Linked DNA regions of Mus musculus: all the other regions are linked to region 3. Evidence: chromatin contacts called from public Hi-C and capture Hi-C data. All regions are on one chromosome and are shown on one strand. Each heading gives the region's core, a stretch centred on a gene start, on an enhancer-like site or on the middle of the called end of the contact. The rest is flanking DNA. Distances are from core to core; before and after follow the strand shown. Region 1 has its middle 32 kb from the start of Gdap10. Region 2 has its middle 25 kb from the start of Nampt. Region 3 has its middle 57 kb from the start of Gm33380.

Region 1 (4,753 bases), core at 1,757-4,256, 220 kb after region 3:
GAGGTAGAGTCACCAAGTGGGACAGCTTGGGACACATAGGTCCTGCCTTGAAAATCCATACCTTGTTTTTCATAAGGCTTCAGGATTCACCTGAACTGGGGAAAGCAGCCATCTAAAGATTAAATCTCAATGAATTCTCAGAAAAATAAAGTCACATCCAGACAAGAGTGGAAGTGGGAGCCTGGAAGAGCAGAGGGTGTCTTTGAAGAGCTCAGGATGGAGTGTGCAGATCTGAGTAGAATACAGTGATTTACACAAAAATGTAGACACATTATTTCATATACTTGCTAATAAAAATATTGGGGAAAGCCAGAACAAGACATGTTCTAAGGGATCAAGACCACCGCAGCAGCTACCATTGTCTTAAGACAGCCTTGTTTCCACTAAAACAGTTTCAAGAATAAGGATAAACGGAGTTCTGTCACAACACCAAAAGCTGAACTTCTTCATGCCACCATTTCAGAAAGTTCTAAGGGAGTGGGAGGGTGGGGGGGAGGGGGTATAGTGAGCACACCCCAAACCCAGCAGACACTGACTGTCTGAAACAATAGTGAATAGCAGTGTGCCCCAAATTAAAATAGGAGCAAAGTTAGAGGTATTCTGAAATGCTTTAGTTTTCAGCAAGTGTGCTGGTGCGTTTTTAGAACATAAATGAACATGTACATATTGACCAAGTAAACATGGAAGTAAGTGTATTTCTTTCAGACTAATAGGAAAAGGCCAGACGTGTATATGCTTTTTAAAATAAATGAGAAAAGCATGTGGAACAACTAGCCAAATAAGATTAATCGTGAATTTTATGTACATAATGTGAACCATAAATACCCTAAACATATTACAAGATAAATGTATTAAAAATCTATGTGCCACTTACAAAAGCCACATCCAAAACAGGGTTGGAAACATCTTTAAAGGAGCGCTTGGCTGCAGTCATAGCTGTACTTTTCCTGTGGTCAGATGGCTCATGTGTCCAGGGCTGCTGACATCACTCATCCCCAGAACAGTGTGCCAGCAAAGTGTGGCGCCCAAAAGGAACAGAGCATTCCAACACCGGGCTGTGGCTTATTTACCAAGCCTTGGGGAAAATAAAGCTTAGACAGACAGTGCCCTCTCTTCTCAGATGAGCCATGTTGGAAATGTCAGAGGGGAGTTAAAGCAGGGACAGATGCATTCTGGGAAACAGCACCTCATCTTCCCCGTTCTCCTAGGTTCTCGTGCCTGATTCTCATGTCCGTTTTCTGCCCTTGTGTGGGGTGTTGGTATATTAGTCGTTCACCGATAGGTGGAAGATGGAAGGGGATGGTTAGATTAGATTACCTATTAGATTAGATTACCTGTAGGCTTTTCTGAACCACAGACATATACTCCTAAAAATCCAAAGCATGCATGCCAGGCTATGACACTGGGGAGGTCTTGCCGAGATACCTGCCTGAGAACCACTGTCCTATATGTACGGCTTCCAGAGCATTGATGCAGGACTTTACCCCTGGGACCAATGCTCTCTGCCCCTGTGTTAGCAGTGTTATCTGCCCTGTTTAGGGAACAAGGCTCAGCACAGGATGGCCAAGAATTGTCCTCTGAGGATCATAAAACTTGTCATCACCCTAGCCTGCCTGTGGATGGAAAGGCCACTGTGTTCTTCCTACAGGAAGCAAAGAGGAGGGTAACTTAACTGAGAAAGGCAGCTCGAATGATTTTCAGACTGCAAATCTACTGACCAGTCCGAACACATCCTTTCCTGCCTTGTGCACACAGTAACTCTAAGGCAGTTGTATCATAAAATTTACATGCATTAAAAAAGTTCTAGACTTTTCTGACTGACTTTTATTCTCTATAATATCTAAAAAAGTACTGCTTTTAGTATCAAGCAAAGAAAGCAGTATTACAATATTGCAGGTGCTGAGCCAGACGGTGGCATGCCCAGGGCTTCTCAGGGAATGTGTGTCTCTGATTACCTGGTGGTGGATGAGCGAGCAGAGCTTTCTATTGTCTGGGGCTACTTGCCCACCTTGGGAGTGGGTGGGGACAAGGCAACAAACTAAACAACAACTGAATCTCCTATTTTGTGTATATGAGACTGCAAGAGAGGGGACAGGGGAAGGGTAGATACCTCATTCCTCTCAGGTGGTTTTGAAACAAAGGACAGATAAAATTATTTTTTAAGTTGGAATATATATATATGTATACATACATATACATACATACATATACCAGACATTGTGAATAGTTGATTATTTCGAAGCCATGAAGCCAAGAGACACTACCTTGATAAGTGAGACTTTTAACTCATGGGCTGGAATTATTTCTTTGGCAAGCCCTTGCCTAGTTCTGCCCACTAAGTTAGAGTGTGTGCCCTAGGGTCTACACTAGGGCTTGACATACAGAACGCACTCAGCTGTCACATATTGGGAGAGGAGGCTCATTAGTCAGAACTCTGTCTCACTCTGCCCTGCCCCACCTAGCACTACTGTCAAGCCATGATTCAGTCTCTATTGTACATCTGCTCAGTACACCCCAAGTCCTCATTTCATCAAACCAAAAACTGGTGCTTTTTAAGACAATAAAATAATAATAACAACAACAACTAGCAACTGGTCAGCCATTTATCTGCAATTGTGGGAAATTCCAGGCTGACATTTCCTCCTATTGTCCTAGAAAAGGGTCTGTCAGGACCAGGAAGGGCCATTTGACTCCTAGCCTGCCTCTTGTGCTCCTGACTGTATTCATCAACCAGATCAAAACAGACCGTTCCTCCTCACTGTCTGCCCACGTATAGCGTCTCACTCCAGATATGGTTTCCTTGTCACTTTCTCTAGAAGGTCCCTTCCAGGAAACATGTCTGTGAACCTACAGACAGACGTCACTTTGGTTCTGCCGTATGATGAGAATCCTGGCCACTGTGCGCCGTGTCTGCATCTTGCCACACCATCCTAAGTGTATAAGTGGGTATGTGTCTGCTGCTCTTCTGCCAAGGTCACACACAGCTTTTAGGGAACAGGCAACTGTATTTCTTGATTGTCCGGCTCTATGTTCCCTTTTTCTGGAGCCTCAGCTGACCCTCTCCCTTGAGACAGACTAGCCAAAGCATTTCCAGTTATTTTTAGTTTCTTTGGCTGCTGACTTGGACGGTTTGGAAGGAGGCAATATGATGGTTTGATTGGTCTGTCTCAAACCACAGCTCAGGCAGTTGATGGCCACAGCATTGAGCAAGGGCAGAAAATGCATCCATAGGTTGGATGAACTTGCCAAATGGGCAAAGAGGACAAGATGGATCAGACTGCCCTGATCCGTCTGAACGTGTGCAAACGGGGCAGCAGTGGACCTACCAAGGGAGGAAAGGGCATCTTGCCTGCCTGCCTAGACTCTGGAGCAAAGCCATCTGCATAAGACGAACTGTCCAGTGACTTCCTCCCAAGCTTCTCTCCCTCAGGGATGTTCTGGTGCCTGGGAACTGCAGGAAGCTGAGAGGACTCATTCCGGCCCTGAACTTGGGGGAGCTGCCATACTCACTCCCTAGTGATGCTGACAGCCTCACCAAGCGAAGTCCCTCCATTGGACTGTGCCCCCAGAAGTGGAATACATGAAGTCACGTGACTATTGCTGGGCTACCCAGTCAGCATAACATCTGGTCCAGCTTTACTTAAAGGATTGTTTTAAAGATTGTAGAATAGATAGACAGACAGAACTGTTGGGGTCCAAGAATTGCCTCACAAGCCACAAGAACTCCGATCTCAGTCAGATAGGGATAGTTTATCGAGCACACACCACAAGACTGGTCGACCAGGGCCATAGTCCAGATCTGGGAACTGAACCATGACCCTGAGTTAAGACCCAGTGTTTTTAAGCCCAAAATCCACAAGTATCTGTGTCAAGTTATTTCACCAATCAGGATGTAGGGATGGGGGATTCCCTTGGGAACTTGTCTCTGTTGTATACTTTCTCCCTCCTGCCCCCATTGGTTGGGGTATTCAACTGTGACAGGAGACTTGCCTTGTCTAATAGTCACACCTTAACTTGTCTATCAGGATGGGACTTGTCTAAAATTCGTGTTTTAACTTTCCAACTAGGATGTCAGTTTCCCACATACATGTCTCTTTCTGCCAAGTCGGATGTCAGTTTCTAGGGAGGTCTTGGGAACCTAAACTTTACTTGACCACTGTTCAAAATGGAAGTCTTATTCCAAATAGTTTCTTATATTGGTGCAGGTGTCTTTCTTGTGTTGGAGCCCATCCCAGGGGTAGTTTATAAAGTTAAATACCATAAAAGCTTATACATAGATGCAGGAAGTGCTGTTGGGTCGTTGGTTCAGGTCCAAGCTTATGGTGAGTAACTATACAAAGCAGTTCTACTGACCTCTATCGTGATTGGGTTCCCAAGGGCACAGACTATAACAGAATATGTCATCAATATCGGCATTAGAAAGTTTCCTAGTGACAGCAGAAACATATGAGAAAGTTTCCTTATAATCTCAGGCTAACCAGCTAACTGTTACCTAGGCCTTAACATTTTACCTAGGCCCCTACAGAAATATATCTGGAGAGAACTGGAGAGGTTACACTTGAGAATTTCCACATAAGAGAGATGTATACACTGCTAAGGTCCTCAGAAAAAAAGCTGCCTTCAGTTCCATTTGTATGAGTTTACTCATTTGCTCAAAGGCATGTGAGCCTGGAAGAATGGATGACTTCTCATTTGAACCAGCATGTTTGTCTCTGTGTAAGAAAACTAAAAGAATTCGAGCAATGTGAAGTAG
Region 2 (4,443 bases), core at 1,145-3,644, 160 kb after region 3:
CTCACACTGGCCCTGGTACCTCCCTCCAACTTTGGGAAGACATAGAGATGAGGTTTTTTTTCCCCATACAAGGTCCCAAGACTTCATAATGATTTTTGGTAGTGGATTTTAAAGACCAACATTATTTCAGAATATAGAAAAGAAAGTAACAGTAAGGACAGTAAAGACCCTAGTAACTGGATGAGGGGTGAGCTCGGATTCCCATCTCAATGCCAAGCCAGAGAAAGCCAGAGCAACCCTGAAGATCCATGAAATGGGATGGAAGCACCCTTGAAAACATCCTGCCCCAGAAAGTGATACTTCCCTGGGTGTGGCTTTTTGAAAACACCAGTACACTGTTAAATGAACACTCGGGACAGAGACAGAGAACTCCAGCAGGGTCATGGGGTTTCCAGGGCTAATTTGACAAATTTGAAGGTAGGAAGATCAAAAGAAAAAATTATGAAAGAGAGACCAGGCTAAGCCTAATCCCTTCAACCAATCCCTTCATCCCCAGCCTCTGAAACAGACAACAGTAGCAATAGCCTCATTCTTAGTAAAGTAGAGGTGACATCATATCTAAATTATCTCATGCTGGTGAGGAAACTGTGTTTGAAGAAGAATATTGAGAGGCAATTTTCTATATAACTAGTTGGAGGGGTTTTTTTTTTCTGTTTTACATTTGACCTATAGAGTACTTAATAAAACTAAATTCAATTAAAACAATTTATGTATGAAATCATTACCAGTCATAAATATGAATGTGTAAGAAACAAGCCACTGGCCAGATTTTATGTATACAAATGTTATGACACAAGGAGGATTATTTTCAAAATTCAGTACCTGGATACAGCGAGAATTACTAATCCAAGTTTATGTTCTGAAAAAGTGGCATTGGGCATAATAACAACAGGATCTTTTTCTTTGTAATGAGGACCAAAGAAAAAAGAAAAAAGTCACCCTTAAGCTGCCCCATGGCATCCTTTCCAGCTTCCCAACGCAGCCCTTCTCCACTTTATCAGCCCTGGCGTCCAGGATGGGCTTCTCTACCCTTGCCCAAATAGGTCATCTCTGTATACCTGAGCCAGCTTCTCTCCGTGCATAGAAAGACCCAAACTGTTTTTTAACTGTTTGTGTGTGCTAAGCACTAACCTTTATACCAGAATACACAGGTAAGAACATGTAAGTACTTCCTTAAAATCACTGTTGGGGTCTATAATAAACACACACACTTGGTTGATGATACCAAAGCCATACAATTTGCTTGCTTCAGATACTTGCTTAGTAGCAAAATCCTTGGCTGGAAGCAGAACTCAGCCATTGCCTTGCAAAGCAAAGGGACTGCTTCGCCATTCACACCATACCCACATGCCTACTGACATGACGGTCATGGACTGATCCTCTGGAACAGTCAACCTCCTACAAACTCTTCCTTCCATACATTGTCCTGGTCATGGTGTCTCTTCAGAACAATAGAAAAGCAACTAAGACAGGTTGTTCATCAGCTGGAAGATATTGTCTTGGACGAATGATTGTTTCTAACTCAGGAAGTGAAGCTTCTAGAGCAGGGGGTCTCAATCAGTAGAGTGATTATAAAAGAGATCACATATCATAACATATATACATAGCAAGAGAAGTTCATTATATAAAAAATATATATAACATCTGTTATATATAACAGAAATCACATATCATAATGAACTTTTCTATATATTTTTTAAAGTTTCTTGTATATCACATATAATATGTTATATACATTACATATATGCATAACATAGATAACATATGTTACACATATAACAGAAATTAATTATTTCTGCCCATTTAATTGACAAGGATGGGTAGCTAGACCATTTATGTTTCTCATATTTTTATGATTCAAATTAGATAAACCTGATAATTGATTAATAAATAATTAATCAATATATATTTATATATACATATAATAAATTTATATATATCAACAATATACATATGTAGTCTATCTGTTCTTTACCCCTAAACTAGAATAGCAGAATAAAACCTGAGAATTGAAAAAATAAGACATATTTATTTGGGGATACTATCTATATGAAGTTGATATCTCAGAGGAAGAAGAGAAAGAGAAAAAAGAATCAGGCTTAAAGAATCAGGTTTATCTAATTTGAATCATAAAAATATGAGAAACATAAATGGTCTAGCTACCCATCCTTGTCAATTAAATGGGCAGAAATAATTAAAGGACCATAGAGTAGACCAAATGAGTTAGGGGAAAAGAAACATATAAACATGCATTTGATGGTGTGAAAACACAAAGAGCACTAGAACAAAAGGAGAAGGTGGGTAGCTTGCTCTAGGAAGCCAGACACAGTCATGACCCTAGACTGCAGCGTAAGCACAGGAAAGGGGAAGCAATGACAAATGGTTCGGATCTTATTTCTGAGAAATGAAATGTTGAAGAGAAGCAGAAAAGAACTACGTGCTATGCTCAAAGCTCCTGATAAGAAAAGGGACCTTGTAGAAAGAGAAACTGAAAGAAAAGAACAGCATTACCCAACATGGGAAACATTTCATTCATCGCCCCATAACTATCAAGTCTGAATTCTTTCTCAAAACGTCCTAAGGGGCTGGACAGATGTGTCAGCTGATAAAGTGCTGACCTTGCAAGTATCATACACACACACACACACACACACACACACACACACACACAAACACACACACACACACATACACAGAGAGAGAGAGAGCACTCAACATTTCAACATCAACACAAGCAATGACTCTTGCAGTGCAGAGAAGCAACAGCATTCTATGGAGGAGTGGAGACGAAGCTCCACCTGCACCAGGGCTCCAGACGAGTGCAGAGTGCAGATGAATTAGGCCTGATCTGACAGTCAAAATAGAGGAGAGAGACTTTTCAGTCACCCTCCCTCCACCTCTGAACACAATGAGTGGCCACTGGAACCGACTGCTGTTTATCCACTTACATCTAACATGATGTGCTTGGACTCAGGATGTATTTGCATCTGAAAGACCAGCAAGCACTGGAGTAGAACTTGGCACAGGAAGATGAGCACACTGAGTGTATAGACGTGGGGACTAGGCCTGGCTGAGAGAAGATAAAGTACACGGGTCACTTGCCTCCCATGTGACCTCACAGCCTACAGTAGGCACCACATTAGCTCCCTTCCTTTATCCAGAGCACTAATAGCTATTCTCAAATGGTATGGGAAAGAGTGGTTAGTGAAGGGGTGTTTGTAAATGTGTGAGCAAGGTTAAGGAAACCAACACAGATACTTCGCCATGATCAGGCACCACAGGGCCAGAAGTGACAGCAAAATACAGTTTCTAGGGAGAACATGAATACATCCAAGTATGACTCTCCTCCGTGTAGTACCAGCATCTCAGTTCCTGTGCCACTAAATATGTTCTGGGGTCAAGATCAGGTGTGTCTTGTTCTCACCCTCTACTAATTATTAAACACAGCTGTACACTTTAAGTTGCATATTTGGATTCTGACTTTTGGTTAAGATAGTTTGTATTTTATGAGCAGCACCCCCTTCTGTTCCATATTATAAATGGATTCCAGCCCCTTGTATGTACTAGCTATTGCAAGGGCTTCATCCCATTTCTCTTACTGAATATCACTGATGTCTCTGTTTTAATTTGTACTTCTTGCCCTCTAAGCCTGTTGAGAAAAAAAAATGCCACTCTGAGCTTTCTCCTGGAGACGACGATTGCTTTAGTGACTGGTTTCAGTCTTACCATTTATCCTGTATTGTCTCCTTCTGTGCATCTTTATCTTTGTTAAGATATATTTTGCTAAGTAAATTTAAAAAGTAGTGGCTATGTTGTCTTTCGAAGTACTCATTTTTTCTACTTTATTCTAGGATATCTTATGTGACTAATATGGACTAGGCCCTTAGCTTGTCTTCTTTGTTTATGGAGATAGGGTACCAATCTTCAGTTGCACAGTTCTCTATCTTTAGATGTACTTACTCTAAAAACCAAGTCTTCAGTCACCCCGAAGGGAGTGTGACTCTGCCCTGTGACAGGCTGCCAGCAGCCACCATTTGGACAGAGGCAGCAGCCACTGCTTGCAGGGTTAACAGTAAGATGGTGGTGGTGCCAGATGAGATAGTCACAATGATGAAAAAAATGGGAACTGCCTGTACCTCCTCTTCCCCACTTATCTGAAATCTGAACCTGGCATCAGCTGAAACACTGAATCCCACAAAGAGAGCTAGGGGAGATATAAAGCAGTCCAAGATGAAAGGACCTCATCCCCTGAAAAGCACATGACACAAGTGTAGTTTAAAAAGAGAAGGGTCTTGTGCACAACGTTAGTATAACGATGCCAGGAGCAAATTACTTAAATGGGCCTGCTCCACCTCCCTTCCATGGGCTGGGACAAAACCAGTAAACAAGAAGCTGCGATCAATGCATAGTCACCTGGGTTTCAGAAGAAATTGTGAAGCAGGG
Region 3 (4,957 bases), core at 295-2,794:
GATTATTAATAATACCTGATACAAGAAAAATGCTATGTGAATGGTTTTATGGGTTTTTAAAGGGGAATAATATCAAGAAAACCTAAGCCATGTTCAACAGATGCAATTCTCATACCCCAAGTGTGGACCTCATAAACATGAAAGGACAGCTGTGGTGACTATGCTCCTGATTCTGCACATATCAACTGGATGCTGTTTTGTGTGAAAGAATAGATTAAAATGAAGCCCAGGGTTTAGAATTGGCATGCTGTTAACTGCAGAGGCAGCTAGGTGGACTCAATTACCTTGGCCTTTCCTCCCACCTCTCCCATCCTTTCAGACATTGTGAAAAAGAGTACAAACAAAAATAACAAGTAATCATAAAACCTGAAAGAGAAGGAAGCCAGAATTCCAAATTAGTAAGAAAAGTAAAAGAAGCCTGCAGTGTTTCAAAGGCCCTGCATTTCTTTTGAATGTTAAAAGGCAACTGAGGTTTGTTGCTAACCTCAGCCAAGTATGGCCTGCTGTAATAAATAGCTGCCCATTCAGAAAGAAGCTTACAGACCACTTTATTCATATATATATATATATATATATATATATAGAGAGAGAGAGAGAGAGAGAGAGAGAGAGAGAGAGAAATTAAAAATATGGCTGTCTGGGAGGAGAACACAGAGTATTCTGTGTAACAGTATTTAAGAATAATAGGCCTGGACCAAGAAAACAAGAAGATTGGCTATAAAGAAAATAAAGAACTCATGGGCATTTGTGGAGTCAGATTAGAATAAAGATATCAAAGTAGAAATTTCAGAAACATACTAGTCCCTAGGTGACTTAACTGGCCTTTTATTTTTAAATGATCTATTTATTTTTATTTTGTATGTGTATTTATTTATTGTTTTGCCTGGATGTGTGTGTGTGTGTGTGTGTATATATATATATATATATATATATACACATATATATATAGTGTGTGTGTGTGTGTGTGTGTGTGTGTGTGTGTGTGCTTGGTGTCCACGGAGGCAGAAGAGAGTGTCAGATTTCCTGGAATGGAGTTATAGATGACTGTGACCTGCCATGTGGATGCTAAGAGGCATATGTGGACATACGTCATTCATTTCACTTTACAGAGTGATTATTTGATGCCTAATTGTTATCTGTTTGCAAAGTTGTCTTATGATTCTATACAGTATTTTGGATGCTAATGATAATCTTACCTGATTATTTAACTTTTAGGTCAATTAAACTTTCCATTAAAATTTGAAGACACTATCCAAGCTATCGCTTTGTAGGATGAAAAGCACACAGAATTCTAAGTGCCTGTGACTCTGTTCTTCCTTTTGCCCTGTGAATTCCTATCCCACAGCGTCGTTGGTGAGCAGGGAAGAAGGGGTTACATAGTAGCGGGGTATCTCTGCTCTCCTTTGATCTTTTTCACAGCCAGCGCTATGCTATGGCAGGGTTTGTGTTCTCGGAAAGGAATATTGACTTCTTAGTCCTTCCTCTCAGTTTAAAATTGAAATTCCTCATTAGGCCACAAGGTGGCAGATTAATAGCAGGGAAAAATTCAAGCACAAAAGCGGTAAAGAAACTTTTTCAACAGAAGAGAAATTGTGAACAAAGAAGGTCTTGTCTCCCCTCCGCTTGTGTGGTCCCTTCCATGATCAAAAGTTCCATTTGCTAAACAAACACATCCCTTTAAAAAATATCATCCCTTTGAAGCCAGGGAGAAGAGACTCCTCTACAGACTTGTTAGTAGTGTTTCTAAGCACACAACTTCCTTGAATCTCATTTGAGGATAGCCTGTGTACACCCACTAGAATGTCAAGCTTTCATCCTGTCAATCAATTGAACAATTGCCACGGAAGACTTCTTCTTCATGACCATATGCACTATCACAGTTGAGCCATGGCCTGTCTTGGTAAACTAACTTTCTTTGGGATTTCTGAGACAACTTCAGCTACTCCACACTGACTCCTGGGTATCTAGCCTCATCCCTCTCTATTCCCCACTGCTGCCACTGTCACTTCTTTGGATATCAGAACTGACCATGACTTCCTACTGAAAAGTCCACACCATTAGCCATGGGATGAAATATAAAGTCCAAAATGTGGCACACAGGGAACTTTCTAACCTGTCTCATAACCTGTACACATACAGACATACACTTACTAATTCAATATCACTGGCATTACTGCTGTGTCAAATATACCTCTTTCCTCATCTCGCTGGGTTTTATTCCATCCTTCCCTCTAGCTGGACTGCTCTTCCTCATCTGTGTCTGGCAAGTATCCAGTCCATGCAATGCCTTGTTCAACATTCTCATGCGAACAGTACCCTGCCTGCCTGACCCTCATGTTCTTGCACGGAATCCATCCTCTTATTGTACACATATCTGTCTTTCACACTAAATGTAAGCTCTTTCATAAAATAGTCAAGGACTGGGGTAAGTGTTGGGAAGAATGCTATTTTCCAAGTAGATGCTTAGAAAACACTATGGAAGGACTGCAGCATCTTATCTGGCAGACAGATAGACACCCATAGGCTCCAAAGACTTAAGTGGAAAAAATGGCATCAGGTGGAGACACCATTGGTGGTATTGATCCCTTCTTCATGAAAGACCTGGAGCCAGGAGGATTGGAATGGCTCCTGGCAACCCTGTACTCCTTGCAACTAGGAATGGTATAGATCCGTTCTCTTCCCAAACATCAATCCCCTTCCCACAAATTACACAATTTTTCCCTGTACCTCTGCTCGCCAAGACACAGTAGATTCCTGTATCTCCAATTTTAGTGAGGTAGGACTCTTTTCCCTTGGGGGTACAGAGCAGCTATCATTGTTAGCACTTGAGCTAATTGTAGAAATATTCTGTGACGTCTGAAGACAAAATTTGAAAAATTATACTGAACGATGCTAATATATCATTTAAAACTGGCGCATTTCTCCTGGGTTCCCTTGGTACTTTCTTTGTTGATTATCAGTGGAGATATATTAATTTCATGCTCACCACTACAATTTAAGATCAGAAATGGAACATCTAACAATCTTTAGATGTAGTAAGTAGACTTAGGATCTGTTTGTGAATTATCTACCTCCTTATCTTTTTCTTTTTGTGCTTCACTTTAACAAAATAAATCTTAAGAATAATGTATTGATTGGAGGTTTCTATTTTCTGGGATAATAAAACATGGCCAAAAGTGTTATGGGGAGTCCATCAAAAATGACCACTCAGAAACAATGTATGGCCTATTGAAAGTCTTCATTTCAGTTAGCAAGGCTATACTCAGTTATTCAGGATCTAAGTGTAGTGCCTAGTGTCCTGCACACAGGGTTTTTGAAGAGAAAACCTATGCCCTGGCATCATGAAGCTAAAATAAGCAGTAGGTAGAAGGAGTAGTTCTGAGCAAGCAAGCAGGTCAGCAGAAGCAGAGATAAGTTTACTGCGTATTTTGATGTTGAATTCCTAGAATAGAGTTGGGTAATTTTTTCATGGGATTCTCCATCCATGAGATCAACATCTAGTTAAGCATGAAATGGCCTCAGCAAGAATACAAGATGAAGGAACCGCTGCATGTGCCTGCTGCCTTACATTCCCCACTCGTTCTGTGGGCCTGAGTCAAGTTGTTTACTTATCATGTACTAGGAAGGCATAGTTGGTCCTAGGGACCAATAATTTAGTTGGTCATGCAATTGAGGATACAGAGTCCTACTAATAGCCTGACTAGGATAAGACTCATGATCCAGCTAATCCTGACAGAGAGGTGGTCTGCCATGGGGACCAGGTAAACAGGGTATCTGATCCGTCTTTCCTTTCTCTCCTTTCTGTGCAGTTTAGCTGACCATGGCAAGGTTTTTCTCTAGTTAACACTGATTGGTTGGCATGGGAACAGCATTGTACATCGGGATTAGTAAACTCTGGTCAGAGGTTGGGAAAGATGGGAGGTATTCTCCCAGACATAATTTCAAAAGGAGCAATCCCCTTCTTACAATAACACTGGACCCTGAGCAGGAGAGAGCAGAGAAGGAGCTTGGCCCAGTCTTCATCAGTTTCCAGAACCAATTTGGTCAGAATCTCCTTAAGAGTTCTATTCATTCTTTCTACCTCCCCTGAGCTCTATGGCCTATATGCACGATGTAATTTCCAATTGATATTTTATAACTGTCAGATTTTGAGAGTTTGGCTATGAAGGTCAAGCCATTTCCAGACCCCAAAGCTAGTAACACTCAAAATGTAGGTATTATTTCCTGAAGAACTTTCTTGGTATCTATTAGGGAAGCCTCCATCTACAAACACCAGCAAATATTTGGGCCTGATTTCAGTAAAGTACAACTCCCGTGTTCTCCAGACCAGTTTTCTCAAGCCTGAATCTCTCCTGGGACCTTCCTCCCTGCTTTGGGATTTTCCTGAACACAAGTGACATGTCTAAAGGTGGTGTCTTTATTCAGGATTTTCTAATTTGGAACATAATACCCGGGTCTAAGGAGTTTAACAGTTTCTGTGGTCACTAAGTGGGTGGCTTGGTAAAGATCCAAAGCCAGTTACCTTCCCAGACTCACGGGAAGGATGGGTCTGTTGTCCAGCAGTAGCCAATATCCCTATTTATACTGTCTTGCCAGTTCTTGTTTCTCTGAGTCAATCTTACCCAGGCTATATTCCAGGTAACTGGTAAGCTGGGCTCTGACAGGGCTACCAAGCCTTGGTGAGGCACCACTGGTTCTCAGGTTACTTCCAGGCAGTCAAATCAGCTGCTTTGTTGCTACTGGCTTCTGGGGAATCCCCTTTTATGAGTCCTCTGCAGTGGACACTGTTTTGGGTAACCAGATATCTCTTAATAGGTCTAAGGCTTCTTCTCAGATTTTCATCTCTTTTCCTGCTAAGATCAGCAACGTGTAAACCCATGGACATCACGAGTTTTGCAGTATCAGTTCGTGTGTATGGTCATAGTCTTGTCCTTCCCTCAGCAGAGTGCTCCAGTCA

Evidence for each region. A called contact is a pair of places that touch in the nucleus more often than the background predicts. Capture Hi-C pulls out chosen DNA fragments and counts their contacts.
Region 1: a contact with region 3 is called in a Hi-C map of bone marrow-derived macrophages, with 32 read pairs. The contact joins two enhancer-like sites. A contact is called at or near these places in 1 of 15 datasets of contacts at CTCF or cohesin (large pre-B cells), 3 of 484 Hi-C or Micro-C datasets (bone marrow-derived macrophages, cerebellar granule neurons and liver) and 5 of 115 datasets of contacts at active chromatin or transcription factors (cardiomyocytes, embryonic basal ganglia, embryonic stem cells and 2 more).
Region 2: a contact with region 3 is called in a capture Hi-C map of bone marrow-derived macrophages, with 6 times the contacts expected there. The contact joins two enhancer-like sites. A contact is called at or near these places in 3 of 484 Hi-C or Micro-C datasets (bone marrow-derived macrophages and peritoneal macrophages), 1 of 115 datasets of contacts at active chromatin or transcription factors (bone marrow-derived macrophages) and 1 of 9 other capture datasets (bone marrow-derived macrophages).

Annotation. Positions count from the first base shown.
Region 1 is chr12:32,854,030-32,858,782 of GRCm38.p6, forward strand. No RefSeq gene overlaps it. Among named protein-coding and RNA genes, the nearest start is that of Gdap10, 32 kb to the left of the region's middle. Within about 2 kb of position 3,007, at least 50 of the 459 cell types and tissues checked have an H3K27ac peak or open chromatin away from gene starts, as enhancers often do. A contact at or near this core is called in bone marrow-derived macrophages, where this site is marked.
Region 2 is chr12:32,793,482-32,797,924 of GRCm38.p6, forward strand. No RefSeq gene overlaps it. Among named protein-coding and RNA genes, the nearest start is that of Nampt, 25 kb to the right of the region's middle. Within about 2 kb of position 2,395, at least 50 of the 459 cell types and tissues checked have an H3K27ac peak or open chromatin away from gene starts, as enhancers often do. A contact at or near this core is called in bone marrow-derived macrophages, where this site is marked.
Region 3 is chr12:32,636,112-32,641,068 of GRCm38.p6, forward strand. No RefSeq gene overlaps it. Among named protein-coding and RNA genes, the nearest start is that of Gm33380, 57 kb to the left of the region's middle. Within about 2 kb of position 1,545, at least 17 of the 459 cell types and tissues checked have an H3K27ac peak or open chromatin away from gene starts, as enhancers often do. A contact at or near this core is called in bone marrow-derived macrophages, where this site is marked.